Linked DNA regions of Mus musculus: region 1 is linked to region 2. The links are chromatin contacts, called in public Hi-C maps. All regions are on one chromosome and are shown on one strand. Each heading gives the region's core, a stretch centred on a gene start, on an enhancer-like site or on the middle of the called end of the contact. The rest is flanking DNA. Distances are from core to core; before and after follow the strand shown.

Region 1 (2,700 bases), core at 134-2,633, 3.8 Mb after region 2:
GCTTATTTTTCTATTTACAGAAAGGGAAAGAATCCTGGATTGTCAAGATTATTAAAAGACACGAAAATCTTCAGGCCAGTGCCAGGCCCACAGTAAGAACTCAATAAACACTGAAAACAGAGTACTGACGGTTAAAGCCAGCTGTGCCATCAGAACAAAACACCTGGAGACAGCAAGACAGTCTACTCAGCAACCTTTTGTAATTTTTTTCTTCACTCTCCTTAATACAATTTGCTCTAAAGAATCATTTGACTTGTCGTCAATCCCAAAGATACATGGATTTGGCTGGGGAAAATGCTTCTAAGCTCTCTCTTATAATTCCTGGTTTACATGAATTGTAGTAGTATTGTAGGGAACTGCTAAGAGGATTTGGTATGTGTCTAAAGAGCTGAAAAAAAACCAAACCAATCAATCCAAGAGCTCATGGATTTTTTTTTTTTTTTTAAATCAATGCTCTGCTCATTCGATTTATAAAAACAGCCACGCTCTTCAGTTTGGGAATCTACTGAAGGCTGCAACTAACTGCATGTAGCCACCAGGTTCAAGGCAGAGTGTGTGAGATTTACAAAAATAATCATGTTGACAAAAGTCGCACCCCAAGTCAGCCCTTTACACGCCCTGAAGGCAAGAAACTTTCTAAAAGGGGAATCGAAGCAGGCCCTAGAGGACAGGTAAGGCTCTACTGACAAGGCAGACTAAGGCCACTGTGGCCAATATTCGGTCGACGCCCCACAGAAAGCCAAGCTCACCACACCCTTCATCTCCCACCCCTCGCGGGTCTCTCACAGTCCCGCCATCCCTGCCCTCCCCTGCGTCTCGCCAGGGACCTCCTCACTCCTTAGTCCAGGGTTTCGCCGCCAGGATTTCTTGTTGTTGTTTTTTGTCATATTTGTAGATTTCATCGATACTCTGCGCTTCCTGCATGTTGTTGGCCAATTCCCAGGTTTTCTGGGCCATACCACTCCCGGAAGCTGCCATGGCCGAGGCACCGGAGAAGCTGTCGCTCCACAATCAAGATGCAACTTTCTTCTACTGGGCCTCAGCGTGCGGGCTTTGGACCTTCCCCACCAGGGTGCACACTCACTAGACTCTCAAGGCAGCCATGACACTTGAGACCGGAGGTGACGTTGGTCCAGACCATTCGCGCGCTGGGGCGCGGCGGCGGCGCAGCGACATAGAAAACACTTCCTTAGGGTTGGCTCGGCTCGGCTCGGCTAAGATCAGTCTTGCCGGTGAAACGAGAACATGCTGGCTCGGAAATCCGTTCGTGTGAACTGCGAGGGACGCAAAGCCTCGGTGTGGGAATGGTACAGCCTTTCGCGCCGGAAGGCGGGACTATTGGCCTGCCAGGAAGGAGTCGGCCGGCTCGGCTCGTACTGCGCAGACTCAGATGCCACCATATTGTGTGTAGGAGGAAACTTGAGTTTGGGGAATTATGTTTATGTGAGTGTAGGTGCTTCAAACGAAATAAATTGTTTGGAATACTAAATATCTCTAGAGAAACAGAGGTGTAAGTATCTCCGGATTATTGGTTTTGGAGGGGGAAGATCGCGTGACTCTTTTAAGATAATTTGCGGTGTGTTAAGCCTCCGGGGTTTGTGGTTGGCGTTCCGCTTTTGTGTTTTCGCTACTGTTGCGAGGTGGCAAGCAAAAGTTACCGGTTGCTAAGATTAACTTTTTTAGGGACTTTATAGGGTAACATTTTATACAAGTGTTAGGAGCGGTGAATGCCTTAGGCGCTACTTTTTAAAAAAGGTTTGTCTCAGTGCAGATTTAATCTCCGCAACCTGTGCCTTCCAGCAGTTAATGTGAAATTTGTTTCAGTCGTATTTTTAGGTTTTCTTCCCTCACATTCTCATCCCCAATTGCCCACTAGACTGTAAGTTGAAGGCATGCATGAAATTTGTGTTTTATTTAATTCTAATATATTTAATTTTTTTCGTAACACGGTTCTTAAAGACTTCTCCAGCTTCATCATCTTCTTTTAGCTCCCCCAACCCAGTTTTTCATTCTATTAGAACTTTTTTCCTTGGCTTAGTAATATATTAGTTGTTAGGCATTGCTTGAAATGCACTTCTTGACATTTCTGCTTTAGAGCACACAGATTTTAAAAAGCACAGCTCGGAGATGCCTTTCCTTAACTCTTCGTCAGTAACTGCTCCTTCACAGGAATTCGAAGGCTCTGTAGCTGCTTCACCTGGACCCCGGGGTTTTTGCAGTTCTGGAACTATGTAGTCCAGGCTGGCCTCAAACTCGAGAGCTGCCTGCTTGAGTGCTGGGATTCAAGGCGTGCACCACTACTGCCCGTCTGTATCCTCTTCTAATGCAGGTGCTTTTGCCTGGGCTGCAGGAGACCCTGTTTCAAAAAGTCAAGGAGCTGGGCAAACAAAACAGAGCAAGGACATTGCAACATTCTTCTAATTCCAGTACTTGGGAGGTGGAGAATGGAGAATCAAGAGTTCCAACCCCGCTTTCTCCCTGGACTATTGGAGACAAAATAACGAAACCAAAAATAAAAATAGAATCTTCTTAAAGTATAACTTCGGGCACACTAGGGACATTAGAGTACATTAGTATCTTAAGTTCTTTCTGAGAAGCTTGTGTAAGCTTGTTCCAGTGGTCACAATACACAGCCACTCGAAACATACAGAATAACATGTTGAAATGGTAATGAAAGCCCAGGACAGAGAGTTGACCAGA
Region 2 (2,700 bases), core at 106-2,605:
TGCCTTTGTCCCGACCCCGGAGTGCAAGCATCGGTGTAAAGTTACTCCTTGGAATGACTCAGCCTCGCTCGCCCCGCAGATGGATTTGGGGTGGGGGCTTATGGGAGTACCAAAACTTGGTACAAATGACAGCTTTCGAACGTGCTGTCAGTACTTTCTCTACAGAGTGGTGGATGTGCTATGGTGACTGTTTATGGTTTCGTAATCCTGTCCCTTCCGTCATGAGTCTTTAAAATGTGATCATTCCATGAACTGGTACATAGGACTGATGCCACGGAACACTCGTGGACTCACTTATTGATAGAGTCCCTGCAAGACATTCAGTTGGGTGCGGATGTTGACAAGTCTATTATGAGCGTTAAAATTTATACATTTTGCTAACCATTTTCTGTAAAGAATTGGTGAGACTTACTTATCTGAGGGTTTGCAAAGCTAGCAAGCAGTTTAGAAGCAGCCTAAAAATGAACCAATCTGTGTTCCTAGTCAAATGTTGGTACTGTATTTCAGTAGGTGGTTTTTCTTTTTGGGGGAGGGGATCTATAAATGGACTTGTTATGTGTGAAATATTTTATTTAGTCTTATTACCAAATACAACGCAAATCATCGCTTTCCAATTAAGTTTTTGTTATGTTTTTTAGCATTTATATCTGTTTTAAACGTTAGCCAAGGCTTAGAAGGTAGCTGCTATATTCATCTCAACATTCCAGGAGGCTGAGACAGAAAGATGGCTTTAAGTTATTTGAGTTACTCAGTAAGTTAAGGTGGTCTTGGGAATCATAGCGAGAACATGTCTTGAAAAAAGAAAAACAAAATAAATGGTATTTACATAGTTATGCCATGGGTGTGTCAGGCCCATAATGTAGCATTTACATTGATAAATCTTATTAATGTAATTGGTTAGTGGACTTAGGCAAAATTTAAAAATTTTGTTTTATTTTGAGTTAGGGAAGACAATGAAGCAGCCCTCTGCCTGGAGAGAAGAGGGTTCTCTTGGGGTGGGGGGAGATGGAGGGAACAGGCAGCACTCTTTATGGCAAACATCAGGGTTTGAATGCACAGCAGATTGACTTTACACATAGATCTGTAAAAGCCAAAGGACAAAAGATGAAAGGACTGGTGTCTCCCCCAGTTGTTTTTGTTTATTTGTTTTGTTTCTTGCCTTGTTAGTGTGTACTGCTAGGACTAAAACTCAGTTTCCAGCATGCTCTGTAAGGTGTAATATCCCTGAGCCACTGTTAGACCTGAGAGGAAAATGTTTCAACGACTACCTGATTAAGAGAGCTTTGCTTAGAGGTGTACATTGTAGTTGAGGTTGACCTTCAGCTCTTGGCCCCCTTTTGCCAAGACTTGACACATCTCAGAGTAAGCTGTGGTAAGTATTCATTAGTGATGCCTTGGTAATTAATTATTCAGCAGCAGGCAAACTCCAGTCTCTTATCATTCAGAAGAAAAGTGAGAACATAAGTGAACATAGAAGCAAGCCAAGATTAAGAAGTGTGTGTCTCTATTGGAGGGTGGGTTTGAAATTTTGGATAAGGTGTCTTATTGTCTTGAGAATTTAAGAAGCTATGTCTACTTGACAAAAGGACCCATTTGGAGGTATGAGAGAGAGAAGAAATAAAAAATATGGAAGGCTCTGATTAAAGGCATATTCCATGAGAGGTTACTGAAGATAGAATGCCAGGATTGAGGGGTAGTAGTAGGAAGAGGCATTCTGTAGACATTCAAGTTTTTTTGTTTGTTTGGTTTTTGTTTTTTGCTTTTTTTTTTTTTTTCTCGAGTCAGGGTTTCTCTGTGGCTGTCCTGGAACTCACTCTGTAGACCAGGCTGTCCTCGAACTCAGAAATCCGCCTGCCTCCCAAGTGCTGGGATTAAAGGCGTGCGCCACTATGCCCGGCTAACATTCAAGTTTTATGCATAGTAATTTTTTTTGGTTTTTTTTTTTTGTTTGTTTGTTTGTTTTTCAAGACAGGGTTTCTCTGTATGGCCCCGGCTGTCCTGGAACTCACTTTGTAGACCAGGGTGGCCTTGAACTCAGAAATCCACCTGCCTCTGCCTCGAGTGCTGGGATTATAGGCGTGTGCCACCACACCGAGCTGTAGTTTTTTTTTTTTGTTTTTTTTTAAAATGGCTCATGGACCCTGCATGTGTAAAGGCACAGAGTTGAGTGTCAGTCGATATAGCAAGTCTGGGAAACAGTTGAACTCGAATCTGTTCCTCACATGTTGATTGATCTTACAAAGTACACCTGTAAATAACACTGAACTAGAGTAACATATATCTCATATGTGTGTGTTTAGATAACCCTTGGGCATTTTAAAGAAGGAAAAATGACCAATATCAATTGCTGGTTTAGAAAGGAGGTTAGAGAAGCAGATTGTGGCATGTTGGGTTATGCAATGTACTTTTTAGATAAAATCATAGTACTTAGCACATTTCTCTAGAATTCTTTTTGCATTATGGACCTAGGAAGCGTAGTTTGCTTATCATAAAACTGATTATTGTCTAAGGTCCTAAAAGCATTACTTTTCCTTTTTACCCTTCTGTTAAGTTTAGTGAGTCTGCAAGTGTGTGCAGAACTTGAGTGGTCATAAGGAGACTTAGTAGTTTCAGCTTTCTCAGATGTTTAATGAGTGCCCTTAAGATTACTGATTTTTGCTGGATTTAATTCTAATATTATTGACTTGTAATTATGAAAAC

The links. Hi-C and Micro-C count contacts between places; a contact is called where the count stands out from the background.
Region 1: a Hi-C map of CD4 T cells shows a contact between it and region 2, with 7 times the contacts expected there. The contact joins the promoter of Cspp1 here to the promoter of 4732440D04Rik in region 2.

Annotation. Positions count from the first base shown.
Region 1 is chr1:10,036,835-10,039,534 of GRCm38.p6, forward strand. It overlaps Cspp1 (centrosome and spindle pole associated protein 1), which reads left to right and starts at 1,384. Exons shown (of 30, transcript NM_026493.3): 1 at 1,384-1,510. It overlaps Cops5 (COP9 signalosome subunit 5), which reads right to left and starts at 1,325. Exons shown (of 8, transcript NM_013715.2): 1 at 836-1,325. The coding sequence starts at 978.
Region 2 is chr1:6,215,257-6,217,956 of GRCm38.p6, forward strand. 4732440D04Rik (a long non-coding RNA gene) reads right to left here and starts at 1,356. Exons shown (of 2, transcript XR_001778783.2): 1 at 1,300-1,356; 2 at 1-144. All of the region lies in intron 1 of Rb1cc1 (RB1-inducible coiled-coil 1), which reads left to right.